2 separate regions of the Mus musculus genome follow, and region 1 is linked to region 2. The links are chromatin contacts, called in public HiChIP or PLAC-seq maps. All regions are on one chromosome and are shown on one strand. The core of a region is the stretch at or near the end of the contact, and the rest is flanking DNA. Distances in the headings are between cores, read along the strand shown. Region 1 has its middle 12 kb from the start of Gm20083. Region 2 overlaps Gm36865 (a long non-coding RNA gene).

Region 1 (5,258 bases), core at 521-3,020, 420 kb before region 2:
AGGATAACCAGAGACTTCTTACCATGAAGCTTAAAGGAGAGAACACATGGGGGAGAACAAGGGGCGTCTATAGTGTTCTAATGTCCCATCCCAACAATGGCATGTGGGAATAGTCGGGGTTGCATCTCCTCTGAAGAGAGGTGGGTGAGCTCTGCCAGCCTTCACCTCCCCAGGGCTGGGTCAGCATGCTTGGGTACCTCTTTCTGGCTTTTTCTGGTTTCTGAGAGTTGAAGTCAGGTTCCTGTGCTTGCAAGGCAAACAGAGTCATTTCCCAAGCCCCATTTGGCCATCATTGGAATAAAAGTGAAGGGGGGAAGAGTCTGTTTAGGATTACATTAACCTCTACTTTATTCTCTGGAAACTTAGTAAAGTTTGACCTCCGTGCCTCCCACATGACTCTGAGGGGTTTAATTCTTTGCTACGGCCTCGAATCTTGGTTACTTCCACTCACGGGCACCTTGCCTACCTCCCTGTCCCCTGTCACTTACAGAAAAGGATTGTCTGCCGGTAGCAAACCTTGTGTTGTGGTCAGGGCAAAGCTGCACGAAAACATACAGAGAGGCATTACACAGGGTGCTAGGATCGACTTGGCTGTCTGCCCCACTTTCATCAAGAGCAACCCGATTTCCTGCAGGCCAGGGAAGAGGGCTAGGCAGTGTTTATTTTATTGCAGTTTTAGTCTGTGTTGCCAGTGTTTCCTTCCAGCGCCAAATCTCTTAGATAGATTTCAGCATACCTGGCCTGTTATGTCAAACCCCACCTCCACACTGTGGGGCCACTGGTGAACTTCCAGGTAGGTACATGAGTCACTAGTCTTCCACCAGGGAAGACTTCATAACTTAGCAGCACACTGCAGTGGGAATAAGTTCATATCTCCCTGGGGTTATTTGATTGGATGGGGAAAGACGAACATTTCCCTTCCATACCCATGATCGAATGGAAGACTCCAGTTGAAATGAATGGATAAGGCCTTCCTTTGCAGTGGAAGTAGAGTGATGTGTCTGCTCACAGAGGTGCTACCATCCACTCCGTTACATTTGGCTTGCAGAGTTCAAGGTCTCAGGGGTGCCTCAGAATTCATTGTATCCTTTTGTTCACTACAGACTGGTCAATGGTCAGTGAAGAAATGTCCCTGGAAAGTCCAGGCAATGATGAGTGAGTTCTAGATGGTTCTAGGTTCTGAATTCAGAGACATGAATGCTAGACGTGTGCTGGCCACCTGTCTGACACGTGAATTGAGTTCTTGAAACACTCTAGGGCTCACCCGAGCACAGTGATCTGGGGAAAAGCCTTGCTTTTTCTAGTTTATTCTGAAAGCAGGGCTGTGGCTTTTGCCCTTGATCTATCTGGGTTGTAATCCAGCTCCCTCTTCGCCTGAGTTTGGACTTCTGGGCTTTTGGTTGCACGGAGATGCTTGTGTTAGTGGAAATGGTCCACTCACCTTGTACAGCTGGCTCAGAAAGAGGACTCAGATACAAAAGGCAATTTTGCACAGTATGAACCCAGTACATGCAAAGCCTGATCTGGCACCGTGCCCATCTGGCAACTCTCTTAGTGTCCTGCAACACCAAGGCAGAGCGACCCCTGATGATAGGGACAGAAGAGAGGCCCAGGACACTTGCGCATGCAAAGTGAGAACTGTCAACCCCAGAGCTGCACTCCCAGCCCCAGAGCAACTTCAGAGAGAGAATGAAGATCATTGTCAGCGTCCTCCCATGGGGCTCCTTAATCAGAGCTGGTAACTTTCTCCCACGTGTGCTCCCAGAGCAATGAACTGCTGTTGTTGGGTAATTAGTATCCTGGGCACAGCCAAGACGAGGGTACAGTGAGCGCCTTTGTCTCAGGCTCGTAAATTTCAACACAGGTTGGATGGAACAAAGGTCCAATTCATGTGGGAGACACCCCACATGGGATCGTGTGGACAGAGCCAAGGGAGAGACTCCCTGGCAGCCCCAAGGGTGAATGGTGAACGGGCAACTCAGGCAGTGGAGGGACACGGTGGATGCTCAGGGAGCCTTTGACTCTGGGAGGCAGAAGCTGTTCTGTGCAGTATGGCTGGGGGTAGGGGTGGGGGTGCGGGTGTGAGCAGTCTTTGCTTTGGCAATGCCATCTGCGGTGAGAGAATGCTCGAGAAGCCTGCTCTACAAAGGACCCAACTACATTAGTTACTTTTCTTGTTGTGGAAAGCAGATATCCTACAAAGAATAGTGTGAGGCTTGGCTATAGAGGTTTGCCACATCTGAGTGGTTAAGAAAGTAGGAAGTGGGCCTGTCCCCCAAATCTCCAGGGACTCACTTCCCCCAGATAGGTTCTACCTTCTAAACATTCCACAGCCTCCCTAAATATTACCACCACCTGGTAATCAAGGTGATTCAAACTTGTGAGCCCTCGGAAGATGTCTTACAGTATGGATTTTATAGAGAGAATTTCCCTTTGAACCAATATATGTTCAACGACTACACCAGGACCAGCAAGACAGCTCAGTGGTAAAGACACCAGTCACCAAGCCTGATGAGCTGAATTTGATCCTCAGGACCCACATGATAGAAGGTGAGAATTAAGTCGGGCATGGTGGCACACGCCTTTAATTCCAGCACTTGGGAGGCAGAGGCAGGTGAATTTCTGAGTTCGAGGCTTGATCCACAGAGTGAGTTCCAGGACAGCCAGGGCTACACAGAGAAACCCTGTTTCGAAAAACAAAACAAAACAAACAAACAAACAAAAAAGGTGAGAATTAAATTCTATAACATGTGTGCACTCTAGCATATGCACGTGTATGCACGCAAAGTATGGATGTGTGTATATACAAATAAATATAACAAACTATTTCTATATTTTTAAAAATATGTGTCTGAAATACAATTTGCTATGCATATAATATGTTTTGTCTGTTTCTTGGGGGAGGTCTTATGACTAGAACTACTATTCGTTGGTCCATTTTTGGCACTTGTATGTGAGTATGGTGTGTGTACATGTGTATATGCATGTTTGCATGAGTCTGAGTGCACGTGTGTGGTTGTGCATGCATGTGTATTTGTATATGAGTGGAGGCCCAAAATTGACATCAAGTTGTTCTTGATGGCCCAGAACCTTATTCACTGAGACAGGGTATCTCATTTGAACCCAGAGCTCACCACAATGACAATCTAGCTAGCTTTGCATGTTCTAGGGATTCCCCATCGCATCCTTTCAAGCCCTGGAATTACATGTGTGCCACTATACTCTATCTACCTGGTACTTTCCTGGCTTCTGGGGATCTGAGGTCTGGCTTTCATACTTGTGCAGCAAGCACTTTATGCCGAGTCCTCTCCCTAGCCCCTACTTGTGCTTCTTACGTGTGAAGCACCATGATGGACACTTTATTTACGTGAATAAGAAGCAAAAAAGTGAGTCAAGCCAGACTGCTGTTAGTGTTCTGTCTTCAAGGGGAAGTGGTGACAGTTCCTATCAGCAGGGTGCTGAACATTCACTTGGGGTTTGCTAGAGCAAGAAGAAAGCAAGCCTGAAGTGTCAAAGGGTGAGAACCAGAATGAGGGACCCTTTGTTAGCAAAACATAGCACATTTGTACCAATAGAAATGTAGGAATCAGGTTGGAATGTTAATTTGTTCAAGAGCTAGTTTGTATGGAGGTGAAAATGTAAGCGCCTAAGTGCTCTCTCTCTCTCTCTCTCTCTCTCTCTCTCTCTCTCTCTGTGTGTGTGTGTGTGTGTGTGTGTGTGTGTGTATGCTGAGGGCAAAAGGGAATGCATTCCTTTTGAGAGAGACTCATATATCACAGGCTGGCCTCAACAACTTGCTATGTGTTGAGAGTGACTTTGAACTCCTGATCCTCCTGCCTCTACCTCCTGAGGACTAGGATTACAGGAATGTGCCATCTTTAGTCTTATGTGATGCTAGGGACTGAACACAAGGCCTGTACTCTGCCAACTTTGTCTCATCCTCAGCTCACAAACAGCTGAAGTGAAATTTCTGGTTTCTTTGGAGACTCAGTCGCGTCACGTGATGTCTTCCCGGAGACTGTCTTAGGAGAGGACATTGTGCTGAAGCAGACACGTGGGAGGATGTTTTGTAGGTATACATTTTTCTTGACCTACTTTAATAAGGATTCAACCTCTCCTCCAGCCCCCCACCCACCAGAGCTGGTTGAAAAGAAAAGTCATTAGGACACAGGGGAAGTAGATCTGTTTAGAAATAGACCTTGGGGGGTGAGGTCAAGCATCATTGTCAGGATATCTGCAGTTCAGCCCAGTAGCAAACACCAAATGTGAATCAGTAACTATAGTGCAGTCCTATCAACAGATACCACACATGAACCAGCAAGATCAGTCCAATCCAGAAGAAACCACAAGGCTCGACAACTGGTCCAAGGCTGCAGAAGTGGCAAGAAGCCATAGGAACCTCAGGAGAAGTTCTTAGGCTAGTTTAAGGCATCACCACAGGCAGAGCTCAGCAACACAGTGTAAGGCGCACCAATACATGTGTGTCCTTAGCGAAGAATAGCAAGGCAGAGCAAAGCAAACCAATGCTCAAGCTCCAACTGTCTGTGGGGACATATTTACATTCCGTTGAACATCATGCATCCTTTCATGTGTTTGCCAGAGTAAAACATCCTTTCACCTGTGTCTGCTTCAAGAAAACGTTCTTTGGCGTGTCTGCTTTAGCCAGGCACTCTTTCATCTGTGTGTCCAGCAAAGCATCATTTGATATAACTGACTTTTGAAAGAAACCAGAAGTTTTCACTTCATATTTGTCTGGAAGCTGCCAGGACAAAGGGCATGTGGTGTTTTTCTGGAACAGATGCTTGAGAGGGCACGTGATGTTTGGAAAGAGAATAAGATTAACCCAACAGACAGTGGTCAATGCTGTGTGGCATTGGTTTGCCTTACCTTCTTTGCTCATCATTGTTTGTCATGACTTCATGGAAAGAAATGCACCAAAGAACTTCTTGTGATAATCAGTGGCTTCTTGCAGCTTCGGTGGCCTCAGGCTGATTGGCAGAGCCTTGCAGTTTCTTCTGGCTCGAATTGCTGTTACTGATTGGTGAACGGTGTTTGTGAGTAGATCCAGCTACCACTGCTGATACTGACAGTGAAGATTGGAATCGCCCTACAGAACACATCCCCCTTTGCCCCATTAAGTTTTTCTTTCTACTACCTCTGGTGGGTGGTAGGCTACACGGGAATCTAAAGCTTTCAAGAACTCACAGGGCCCCCAATGGAGGAGCTAGAGAAAGTACCCAAGGAGCTAAAATGGTCTT
Region 2 (5,359 bases), core at 206-2,705:
CCATTCAATTCTCATGAACAAGGTGAGGATAAATACATTCTAAAGCTGAAGGGAGAAACTAAGGGTTAGAAAACCCTGTTTAGAGATGCAGCACCCAGTAAGTGGGTCCTTTCCCTCTGGGCACAGATGGTGACAGATTCTGTGGGCCATAGGAGATGAAATGAAAACAGAAATCCAGTTTGTCAGGAGCTCAAGAGAGGTGAGAGGAAGCAAGAGAGGGAGGGGTTCTGAAGGCGCTGCAGATAAGGACCGGGTATCTCCACAGGCAATTTTTGCACACATCTCTGCTAACCTTGAGTTATGTTTCTAGAACTGGAACAAAATACTAGACAGAATAAACTTAAAAGAACAAAGGGTATATTTTGGCTCACAGAGTCAATGGTTTTAGCCCATGGTCGTTTGGTCCTATGGCTTGTGGTGAGGCAGGATATCATGGTGAGAGTATTTGGCTGCACAAAGTTCCTCACCTCGTGGGAAGGAGGGGGAAAGGGGACGTAGAAAGAGAGAAAGGGAGGAGAGGTAGGGTGGGAAGAGGAAGAAAGAGGGGGTGTGGAGGAGGGGAATAAAGGGAAAGGTAGAGGCAGAGGGCAAAGGAAGAGAAGAGAAAGAGAAAGATGGAGGGAAGAGAGGAGAACAGGGAGGTTGGGGCTGGGGAGAGGGCGGAAGGAAAGAAGAATAGGAGCAGGTTTCCAACATCCCCTTCTGGGCCTGCTCACCACCTCCCCAAAGCACCACATGGCTGGCGACTAAGCCTTTAGCATATGGAACTTTGGAGGACCTTTAATGTCCACACAGTAACATCCCACAATGCATCACTGCAGTTTGTCTTGTCTGCTGCCCCGTGGGCTTGACTCTCCCCAGTGCTTCCTGGACTCCTAGCCTCCTTGTCAGCCTCTGCAGCCCAGCATCCTGCTGTCATAAGTCAGCCTCAGACAGTTCCCAAGGCTCATCTCTCATGATCTGCATTCTCTCCCCTCCCCTGCCTCCCCTTAGGTGCTGGTGTTAAATGTTCTTGTCAGAAGCAACTATTTACAGGCCATTAACAACAGAAAGGATGATTAGGATGAATAATGCATGCTGCCAGTCAGGGGCTTTAGTATTCAGTACAGGCCTCTTCCCAGGCCAGGCGAGGGGTTGCTATGGAGTATGCTACTTCTTGAGAGCCCAATAACATGGAGAAGCAAGGGCAGGCTGCTGTGGGCAGGGAAAACTTAGTCTCTTAAGCTCATCCTTTGAGAGAAAAGCAGAAGAGATGGGGGTTTGTTGCATTTGTTCTTTGCAGATATTTTCACCTTTCTTCCCCAACATGTCCCCATTACACACAGACACACACACACAGACACACACACACACACACACACACACACACACACACACACACGGGTATTGTAACCCGGGAGACCCAGGTGCAGCTGTGCAATGACTGTGCAATCCATGCCCACATTACCATTTAAATCCTAGTAACATTTGTCTTCTAGTTTCTTTGAAAAATAAGGCTTATAGAAAGTGAATGTATTCAAGGGACTAAGTGCATAAGCAATAGATGGCTGTCAAACACATTCTCTCTCTCACACACACACACACACACACACACACACACACACACACACACACACACATACACCCCTCACACACATTTCTTGATCTCCAGCTGGTAATAGAGATAGATTAACCATCACAGAGGCTCATATCAGAAAGCCCAAGAAGCCATGGTTCTTTCTGATCATTATTGTGACTGGATACATTCTAACAGAAAAGAATGGCCAAGAGAGGACTCAGTCAATCTAGTGACCATTGCTCTTTTTCTGTATAATTTCTCAATGATAACATCAGAGAGAGTAAGTGAGTCTCATCCCAGGATCCTCCTAATTATCAACTTTTAGGCAATATCTTTTCCATATGCTTATCTGTGTTACTATATGGAATCAAGAGAACTGACTATCTAGCAGAGAAGAGGTCTGTACTATTAACAAATTGCTTTGCTATGCAGAAATCAAGGCCATTTGAGGTACCGGTCTAAAAAGTCATATTTGGCAATAATGAGTTCCATGTTTTTATTTGTATTAGGGCATTTTTCAGGATCTATTTCATAGGCTTTTCTTTCTGTCTTCTGTAGCATGAGATTCCTGCAGAAGTGACATTGAGCTCATAAGTACAGGTGCATTAGTGTTGAAAGGCAATGTTGGCCAGAAGGATGCTGGGTTAGGTCACCTGCTCTCTTCAACTGCTCCCGGGAAGGAATTGTAAGGAAGAGTTTATTTTCTGCTAGCTGAACAGAGGTGGGACTGAACCACACTAGTCCTCAGCATAAGTTCATCACACCTATTTATTTTATGCCCACCTTCCCTGCTTTACCTTTCTTATTGCCCTCTAGATTTCTCTGAATATGTTTACAGTGCTCTAAATGCATACAACCCTTGGTCTAGACCCTTTTGGAAAGCAGGATGGACTCTGGGTTCTGACATTCTCATCTTCAAGTCTGACCTTCCACTTTCCTTCTAAGCAGCAAACATAATATTTGAGTTACCTTTCCAATTTCTTTCTCTGGCATGTGGTTTTAGACATCTTTATTGCTTTAGCTGTGTTTTCCTCCACACTCATGTCTGTGTTGCTTACACAGAAATGCAGGTGTTTGTGGGTTCGGCTCCCCAAGCTCATTTGTTTGCTAACCCTGCAACCAAACTCATCATATTTTGAGAGATTCTTCATCAACAGACTAGAGCTCCATTTCAGCCTTCAGCGACCCAGAGGCCCAAATAAGAAGTCCACCTGTAGGGTTTAGCTCCTTGGGTACTTTCTCTAGCTCCTCCATTGGGGGCCCTGTGATCCATCCAATAGCTGACTGTGAGCATCCACTTCTGTGTTTGCTAGGCCCCGGCATAGTCTCACAAGAGAGAGCTATATGTACCCCGGAGCTCTTGACTCTAGCTGCATATGTATCAAAAGATGGCCTAGTCGGCCATCACTGGAAAGAGAGGCCCATTGGACTTGCAAACTTTATATGCCCAGTACAGGGGAACGCCAGGGCCAAAAAGTGGGAGTGGGTGAGTAGGGGAGTGTGTGTGGGGGTATGGGGGACTTTTGGGATAGCATTGGAAATGTAAATGAGGAAAATACCTAATAAAAATATTAAAAAAAAAAGAAGTCAGCCTGTTGTTGATGGCTTCCTGGCAGCTAGAACATGGTCAAATAGCCCAGGCTTAATTAATTGGATATTGCTACCTGGGATGGTGAGTTGAAACAATGAACATGAAAACACAAATATTTCTTTGCAAATCTACCAGCAAAAGTGATGTGTCAAAGGTCAGCTCAAGTAGCATCAAGAAGCAGTGGGGTCTATGATCAACCTGATCAATCTGCTCTTATAACCTTGACTCTGATTTCTGAGTCCCAGCCCTTGCTCATTTCCTTTCTACAATTCCACCATCCTCACTTTCTTTGCACTTTTCCAGTAAGACTTGTGATTTGGGTTCAACAGAACCTGTGACTAACAACACTGAGTCTTTTCCTCCTAGAGTCTCAGGACTGCTTTGAGCCTTATGTTAAATACCTTCATAGGCATTCTGGATTTTCCTAGAGAAATATGTTAGTAGCTCTTCTGGAATTTCTCTAAGATGATTTTTTTTTATAGCTCCCATCAGTTTGCTCTGTTACTCACTTAATAGCTCATGAGATGTTAGAAACTCATCTCTTGGTATCCATGGTGATTAGATTTTGTAGCCTTTAGGATACCCAACAGTGTGGATGCTCAAGTGTCTGTATATAATGGTGTAATGTTTGTGACTGGTCTATGCATTTAAAGTTTCCACAAACTTTAAACCTTTTCTAGATCAGTTTTCATATACATGCAATATCAATGGTTGCTATGCTATTATTTATGAAATAATGACACAAGAATTTATACGTGTTTGATACAGACACATTTTTTTCTCTTAATAACTGTGTTTGCTTGGATCTTCAGATAGATAGGAAAGGCCTTATGACCTTTCAAAAGCTCTTGCATTTGTCATGCACCCCTCCGAATGATTATAGTAAGATGACAACCCATTAGTGAGGCTCCACTCACTTTCCATGTTGCTTTTTAACCGATCTATTCCTCTGCTACCTGCAGAGAAATCTGGTTGATACTGGTCAACAAAAGCTATCCTCAATAAGTTAGGGGCATCTTGAATTTTAGCAGCAGTGGCTTAACCAGAGAAATAGTTGTTTTGTAGCTTCTGGATTAGAGTCCTGAGAGCAGAATGAGAAATTCTTGACAGATGCACAGTCTTTGACAGATATCAAAGGCAGAGGGAACACTGGGCTGTGTCTCTGAATTCCATCTGATCAGTGGCAAAAGTGAATTGGTACCCAGAGTGATTGCTCTGGTCACCTTGATCTATGCTGGGTTCTTTGTCCATCTCTATGATGCATATCACGATCAAGACAAGGACGATGCTTTGTTATCACCGCGCTCTTGGTTCTTGGGTAATGAGCACAGGCAATAGGGGTGCCTCCACCCACAGCCTTTGCTGGCACTGCTTGGATTCTGTTCTTTGGGAAGCTCTCCACCTTGGGACTTCTCAGTCCAAAGCCAGTCCAGCTCCTAGCAGCAGCCTGGAGTAATAAAGAACATAAAAGTCACATAGGATTAGAAGGGAAGGGAAATTCCCTGGTCCCCCTTCAGTAAAACCCCTGGAGGTGTGCAATTAATTCCTACACAAGGAGGAAGAGGGGCTGCCTTTAAGGCAGTGAGCAAATGTCTCATTTGTATTCTACTTTCTGAGATAAGGGAGAGGTATTTAAAGGCTATTTAGTCTCTCTCTAGTACTTGAAACTTATGGATGGCCCTGTCAAAAGTGAAGATTTTAAGAATGAATAATAAACCCACTTTAGAAGATAACTACCAGTAATTTGCCCTCTCTCCTCTTTTCTAAGATGGATTGATATCACAGGTACAGGAAAGACCAATGATTTGTACAGCAGGAGAGCAATTTACTTCTCCACATCCAGCAGAAAGAATGCTGATTGCAGGCTGGCCTTTCCTGTTGGGTGTACTACCTCTGGAACTTCTGCAGAAATCCAGAGTTTTCACAGGGTTAGTGAGGGGAGTGGGTGACTTCTTGCTGTGTGAGCACTGATTCTCAATGGAAATAACTGTCCTCAGAGCACATGCTCTTCATTCTATCTTCAGGTTTAGTCCCCTTGGGGTCCTCTTGTCATAACCTAATGAAACCCTCTCAGGAGAATTCCATGTAAAAATTGTAGAGTCTGCATCTGTCTTTGGAATATTCTATGTAAACATTTTGGTATAGTAATTTCAGATTTACAGAAAGTTATAGGTATAGAACAGTTCATTTTTCTTTTCTGGTTTTCCTGG

The links. HiChIP or PLAC-seq counts read pairs in DNA pulled down with a chosen protein or histone mark.
Region 1: a contact with region 2 is called in an H3K27ac HiChIP or PLAC-seq map of stem cell-derived neural progenitor cells, with 5 times the contacts expected there. The contact joins two enhancer-like sites. A contact is called at or near these places in 1 of 15 datasets of contacts at CTCF or cohesin (the NIH/3T3 cell line) and 1 of 115 datasets of contacts at active chromatin or transcription factors (stem cell-derived neural progenitor cells).

What each region holds. Positions count from the first base shown.
Region 1 is chr7:73,193,698-73,198,955 of GRCm38.p6, reverse strand. No RefSeq gene overlaps it. Among named protein-coding and RNA genes, the nearest start is that of Gm20083, 12 kb to the right of the region's middle. Within about 2 kb of position 1,770, at least 88 of the 459 cell types and tissues checked have an H3K27ac peak or open chromatin away from gene starts, as enhancers often do. A contact at or near this core is called in stem cell-derived neural progenitor cells, where this site is marked.
Region 2 is chr7:72,770,282-72,775,640 of GRCm38.p6, reverse strand. All of the region lies in intron 3 of Gm36865 (a long non-coding RNA gene), which reads left to right. Among named protein-coding and RNA genes, the nearest start is that of Gm36865, 54 kb to the left of the region's middle. Within about 2 kb of position 1,455, at least 23 of the 459 cell types and tissues checked have an H3K27ac peak or open chromatin away from gene starts, as enhancers often do. A contact at or near this core is called in stem cell-derived neural progenitor cells, where this site is marked.